Regions from separate parts of the Acanthopagrus latus genome. Here region 2 is linked to region 1. The links are chromatin contacts, called in public Hi-C maps. All regions are on one chromosome and are shown on one strand. The core of a region is the stretch at or near the end of the contact, and the rest is flanking DNA. Distances in the headings are between cores, read along the strand shown. Region 1 holds the start of pmpcb (mitochondrial-processing peptidase subunit beta). Region 2 holds the start of ccdc107 (coiled-coil domain-containing protein 107).

Evidence for each region. Hi-C and Micro-C count contacts between places; a contact is called where the count stands out from the background.
Region 2: a contact with region 1 is called in a Hi-C map of muscle, with 3 times the contacts expected there. The contact joins the promoter of ccdc107 here to the promoter of pmpcb in region 1. A contact is called at or near these places in 2 of 4 Hi-C or Micro-C datasets (both in muscle).

What each region holds. Positions count from the first base shown.
Region 1 is chr14:4,255,640-4,258,900 of fAcaLat1.1, forward strand. It overlaps pmpcb (mitochondrial-processing peptidase subunit beta), which reads right to left and starts at 1,758. Exons shown (of 13, transcript XM_037122463.1): 1 at 1,603-1,758; 2 at 1,138-1,275; 3 at 506-592; 4 at 110-239. The coding sequence starts at 1,686. phax (phosphorylated adapter RNA export protein) reads left to right here and starts at 2,638. Exons shown (of 2, transcript XM_037122465.1): 1 at 2,638-2,799; 2 at 2,976-3,261. The coding sequence starts at 2,983.
Region 2 is chr14:4,447,383-4,450,643 of fAcaLat1.1, forward strand. ccdc107 (coiled-coil domain-containing protein 107) reads right to left here and starts at 1,751. Exons shown (of 7, transcript XR_005079017.1): 1 at 1,404-1,751; 2 at 179-396; 3 at 31-100.

The DNA.
Region 1 (3,261 bases), core at 508-3,007:
TGACTTTAGATGACATTAAGTGAAGCCTTTTTATGATTTTTTCCCAGGACATGCATTCAGACCTTCACGAAACCGTATCACTCAGCTCTTCTGCCCTCGTGTATCATACCTCGTGGGAGATCTTTAGAGAAAGCTTTGGCATAATACACAGTTTGCTCTCTGGATGTGTAGGCGTTCAGATGAGCGCCCATGTTCTCGATCTCCAACTCCAGATCCAGCTGGGAACGCTTCCTGGTGCCCTGTCACACACACATGCACACAGACACACACTCAGGTGAATGAGCCTGGGAATATTTCTTTTGCATTGTTGAAGACAAGAGAAAAATCATATTGTTTCTTTTAATAAATATTACATTTATTAAATTATTTTTGCATGATACAACCCTGACGAATTCTTCGTTTTGCAAACATTATAACTGTCCTTGTAAAAATTAGCAACATTAGGAGACAAACCAGTGAGTCCAGTTAGCCAAAGTTAAGCTTTACAGCCCCATCACCATCTTACCTTAAAGGCCATATGTTCCAAAAAATGTGCTGTGCCATTATTTCTCTCGTTCTCGTAGCGACTCCCAGCATCTATCCACAGGCCCACCTAGAAGTAGGCAGTAATAACAATACAGTTATTAACATCCTCTCACTCTGCTGCCAGTGTGCTATTGTAGAGCTCCTGACAAATATGGTAACTGAAACTTCTGTGGTGATGGTACTAAACTGTTTTTTCAAACATCCAGATAAACCTTTTGTACTTACTTTCTTACTTACTACATACTTACTTTTGAACTCGTAGCCTTGATATAATATGACTATTGAAATCATAAATCATGAATACAAACGAAAGAAGAATCACCACCTGGAGATCCAATTATTCTGTACAACCTCCAACAGATGATAACAATATTTCACATTGCAGAACTTCTGTCAGAGGAAATGTATTCTATTTATTTTCTACAGTGTGACAATAACCCCCAAATTGATTTTCTTATATTCCTGTAGGCTGAATTATTATTGTATATACTTCACCGTGGCCAGGGAAACAAACAGCAAGTGTGTGTAAGTGTGTGTGTGTGTGTGTGTGTGTGTGTGTGTGTGTGTGTGTGTGTGTGTGTTTGTGTGTTAGGGGGATAATTTCAGACTTACTGTGCAGGTAGTAAGCCCAGCGTCCTCTGAAGCCACCCTCAGTCCGTTTTCTAAAGTGGTCACCTTGGTCTCTGGGACATTCAGAGCCACCTGCTGAGCAGCCTGAGTGGCCAAGAGTCTGTGCTGTCCTGCTGTGAACTGTAGGTGGAGGACGCACAGGAACTAACGGTCAGTCATGATGATACTACACTTTTAGCACAGTGACGTAACCTGTCAGAGATGATGAATTTAACTAACCTACGTCGTCGACAGTTTTACCTAATAACACGGAGTAAACTTCAACATTACTTTAATATTGGAGCAGCCGAGTTTGTCTCAGGTTTTAGCTAACTTTACTGTTAGCAAACAGTGAGCCTGGCGGATCATACAGAGGCTTCCCCACGTCAGACTGTAAACTGAGAACTGTCAAGAGACTTTAAAAAGACAAACATGTCGAAAAAATGTCTTTAAATACATTCGTCTTACCCGGCTTAAAGAATTTGTCTTCAGTAAATGTCTTTGTAGGAGAAATCTCCCAGCAAGTGTGAGACGCTGTACGGACGCCGCCATGTTGTTTATCTGTCACACAGCGCATGTGCCGTTTTCACTGACGCAATCAGCACGCAACTTCCGCCGGGGATTGCGAAAATATGATTCAAAAAATAAAAAGCCCAGAGGACTTTTTTTAGCATTAGGTAAAAACACTACCATTGAGCTCCACTTATCATATTCATCGATTAGTTGTTAACTATCAGATTTGAGTATTTTTTTTTTTATGAAAAAAACTCTTTGATTTTAGCTCCTCAAATGTAAACATTTTATGGTTTCTTTACTCCTCTGTGACAGTTAACTCAACATCTTTGGGTTGCGAAAAAAAAGACATTTGGCAGCTATCTTGCGCTGGAAGTGATTGATTAACATTTTCAATTATTTACTGACATCTGGTGGACCAAACAACAAATCAGTTACTCCAGAAAATAAGAGTCATATTAATCAATAATGAAAAAAGGTGTTTATCGCAGCACTGCAATATCAGCAAAAATGATAATGCCAAAGAAACCAGAAATAATGTAGTCTCAGTTACTGTCAATTCAAAATAAAAAAATGTATTGAAAAGTCTTTTTGATGGTATTAAATAGTCTTTTTTGATCTTATGTGAATACAATAAATATGTGAATGAGATTGAACGAGTGAAAATATATGAATCAGTAAATGAATTAATAAATAAATACATGAATAAATACTCCCCTCACATTATATTTAATGTATGATTTAATTTGTGATTTTTTTCGTTTATGATGGGAATTAGACATTGACTTAAAAAATATTAATATGTTTAATGATTTAAGAATTCTATTGTGTAATTATATATGAATCCATTTATTTAAGTATTTAATTATATAATTAATCATGTATCTAAACATTTAGTTTTCGGCATAGTAACTTTTTTAACGCCTTCGCTACTTCTGTAGTTTGTCATTACCTTTATTTTGAAAGGGCCTGACAGTTGGAGGCCGGAACTGTGGCTTTAACCTAGCGCGAATTTTCTTCCGAGGGTCTCAAGTTGGTCCAGTGACTGACACCTCTACACGGCAGTTTTTACAGTCACTGGAAAAGCCATGCAGCGCTAAAATACCATTCCATGAGGATCAGAGAGTCGGCTGCTGTGTCACATAATTGAAGGTATTTCTCTTTTAATACAGAGACTTTTCATTCTCTGCCAGCTTTAATATCAACTCCAGCGGTATTGTTAGCTGCTAATTGTGTGGAGTTAGCTGTTGTCGCTAATGACTGGCTCATAACTTTAGCTGATGCTTTGAAACGTCAGTGAACAGCCATTATCTTTGGTGTGTCTCCAGTCAAGAAATGGCGGACGGTGGAGAGCTAATGGACGGCGACCTGGAAGATGGAGAGATCTCCGGGTCCGGCTCGGATACCGAGATGGGAACCGCTGCAGCAGCACTAACTCGACCCCAGGTTCCTCCAGCTTTTAGCGGCCAGTCCTTCCAAAACAGAGCCGCTGCCCAGCCCCCCGCCGCCGCCTACCGCAGCGCTGGTAGGACGGTGGAGTCCAGTGACAGTGACCCGGACTCGTCGGACGAGGAGGCGGCTGTGTGGCGCAAGAAGCGCCAAAAAGTGTCAAAC
Region 2 (3,261 bases), core at 501-3,000, 190 kb after region 1:
AACAGAACCCCATTCACACGCGATACACACCTGCCTCCACTGATTTCTTGGCTCCTTTTGTAAATTTCTCCTTTTGTGCCTGGTCATCTGCCGACTTGATCTGTGAGTCAAAAAAGAACAATATCCATTCAGATAGTGCACATACTGGTCGATTCAACGTTCAGATTTATTTACGTACCTTCAGGAACTTATATGCTGCAAACACTCCGACGCCGATGGCGTAGAGAGGCATCAGCGTGAACACGTAGCCCTTGTTGTTGTTGGTTTTGTACTTGTCGCTCTTCAGCTCTTGCTCCATCAGCTTCTTCATCTGTTGCATGTTCTCGGGGGTCTGGGGTGAACCGGGGGCGTTCACGTTGATGGGCTGACCTCTCACTGCGCCGGGGCCTGTACTTGCTGCTCCAAGAACAACATGATGAGCACCAAAGAGGGGGACAGATTTTGAGAGTACGGTGAGGAAAGAGGCTTGTTATCTGGACATTTTGCAACATTATGTAGAAAAGTGGCATTTTGAGTAATTTGGGTCTTCAGTTTCTGAATGCAGCACCACTGTCATACACCCCTTTTCAAACAGTGGATCTGCAATAGAGCCGCAACCGAGGCTCGCCTCTGCACCGCCTTTGCTTGTTCATATTGAACCAAGCAGTGATGGCACAGAGCTGCTTGTTAAGATCGGTGGGGTTTCTTGTCTAAACATGAATGCAATGCTGTGACCATACCCTCTCGCTGAAGTTAAACAGAGCAGAAACAAGTGATGGGGGTTGGATGCCTCTTGTCGGAGGCTTTCTGGATGATTTAACGTGAGGGATCAGCAACGGTTTGCTGGCGATAGAAATCACTCCGATCGGCTGTTCAGGCTAAACTCCGCAACTCACACCAAAGCAGTCTAGATGGATACGTAGCACTAGAGGCAGGAGGGAACATATGCAGTTTGATTTTAGGGTGAGCTGTCCCTTTAAAGGTGAGTTAGCCACAATGGCTTCCTGCTGACCCAAACAACTACAACCCCTCTGACATGTATGACATCAGGCAGCAGATGAGCCACAGCTGCAGGACACACACCCATCTCATAAGATGTGAATGACTATATTTATTTACTGTCCATCATCACTTCACTGCATGCAGTAGCGCGTGTTTAACAGTGGACTGCACCTTTAATGGACTGACTTCTTTTTCGACTTAAATGGCGCTGAACATGTGTAGTGAGCAACCACACGCTGGGTTCCGGTCGCTGTGCCGAAAAAACCCTTTTCTGCCCAGACCGTAAAGTGTGTGTAGACTTCTAGCAGCAGGAGTCCTTGTTTACATGCTAGCTACACGTAGAGTGGACGGAGGGCAGTAGCCATGTTAGCCGCCCCCCCCGTGTGACATGTTTCCCTCTGCGACGGCGGTGAGTGTCCTACCTTTCCTGCTGTAGCGGGAGTCGAATCTACTTTCCTTCGCTCCCGTCCCGCCGCCGACGCCGAACAACCTGGGCAGGACGACGAACGTGAATAGCACGGCCGTGAACGCCAGGGCGACCTGTTGTGATGTTGACAGGACCATTATCCTCGTCGTGGACCCGACACACCGGCTGAGGGGGAGCGAAGGCGGCCGCTGAGGGACGTGGCTGGAGAGAAGGTCACGCAGCGGGGAGACGACACCCTGCCACTCTCTTTTACAGCGAAACACTGAGGTTTGAAACCCAAAACCAGGCCGGCACACTCCCAACAGCTGTGCTCTGCTCCGCTCAGCTGCAATAACATGACATGGCTTCCGGGAACAAGGTTTTCAGAATAAAAGCGTCGACTGGGAAAAAACACTTCCGGTGTTCTCTTAAATAGAAATGGAAACTCCTGTGACCACTGCATGTATATATTTTTTGTATTTTTTATTTTTAAGATTTGAGATTTTATTAATATTAAGTTGTATATTTATGAATGAGAAAATGTTAAAAGAAATGAAAAAAATTGTGTGGAAATAAACGGGGGTGGGGGGGGGGACATGCCTGGTCTGCATGTCAAAGTGTCCTTGTGCAAGATACTGAACTCCAAAACTGCTCCTGATGTGCTGGTTGGCATCTTCCATAGCAGCCGCCACCATCAGGGTATGAATGTATGTATGAATTACTGTAAATCAATTTGGACTTAATGTCCTAAATGTAAATGAAAAGGTGTGCAAAGATCATGATAAATTGCTTGTGAGACGGAAAAGGAACATACACTCAACTGCTGAGGCGTCTTGTGTGATCCCCACCCATCACATCCTGTGAGGCAGGTCGCTTCCTGCTGGTGTATTATCAGTGCCATGCTGTTTGGAGATATTTCAGCATGTGGCAGCCGTTGATGGAGCCGTCTTTACTCCAAGAGATGGTGATTTAATATCCCAAGTGTTCTTTAATAGACCATGTGGAAGTCAAACGGATGGGAACACTGAGGAAAAGCTTGTGTGGTTTTGTGCATTAAGCCATTAAGTCATTAAGGGATTACACTTGGTGATGTAGTTTTTTTTGTTTTTTTTTTCGAGCAGGGCACTTTTGTTTCTGCTCTCTTTCTCTGTTTGCTGACTCACAAGTCCATTGAAATCAATCCTATGCTGTTAATGTTAGCCGCAAACATTTTTGAGGAAAGCACTCATTTGCTTCCTCATTCACAGATAGATGAGAAGATCCGCATGACCCTCAAGATAATCTGTCAAATGTGAAGCTACGGTATACAGCCATTAGATGGTAGCAGATTGAAAGGATGGAAGCGGGGGGAACTGGCTCGTCAGGCTACAGTATGTTCAGGGGTAAAGAAAAATATGGCCACCAGGTGATACCATATGGATAATGACATTCATACAAAATTCAGAGTGACAGAGTGTCACACTGTGAGGTTGCTTGAGACTGTTGTTTTTTTTATGTCTTAAAACAAGTCCCCATCGGTGAGAAAGGGTTTATGAGAAAGCTGCAGCGCTGTTTTGCTGTGAAGCTCTAGAAATGTTCTCGTGGACTACAAATCTTCACTCAACTTTCCATCGGCACATGGCTGAGCAGATAATGACTGCATTTTCCTTTTTTTTCGGTGAACTGTTCCATCATTGGCTGGGATAAAATGCAATATAACTCAGGGTGTTCGCACGATGATTTGTCTTCTTCTTCACTGTTTTTCTTGCCAAAGGGCAGAGGAAGTGCAACCCGGGGTGACCCCTTGAGAACATGTTCTCCTGTGTTTTCCGTCAACATAAATACACCAGGAAAGACTTTCAGATGGTAATACGATCTTAATGCAACTGTTTGAG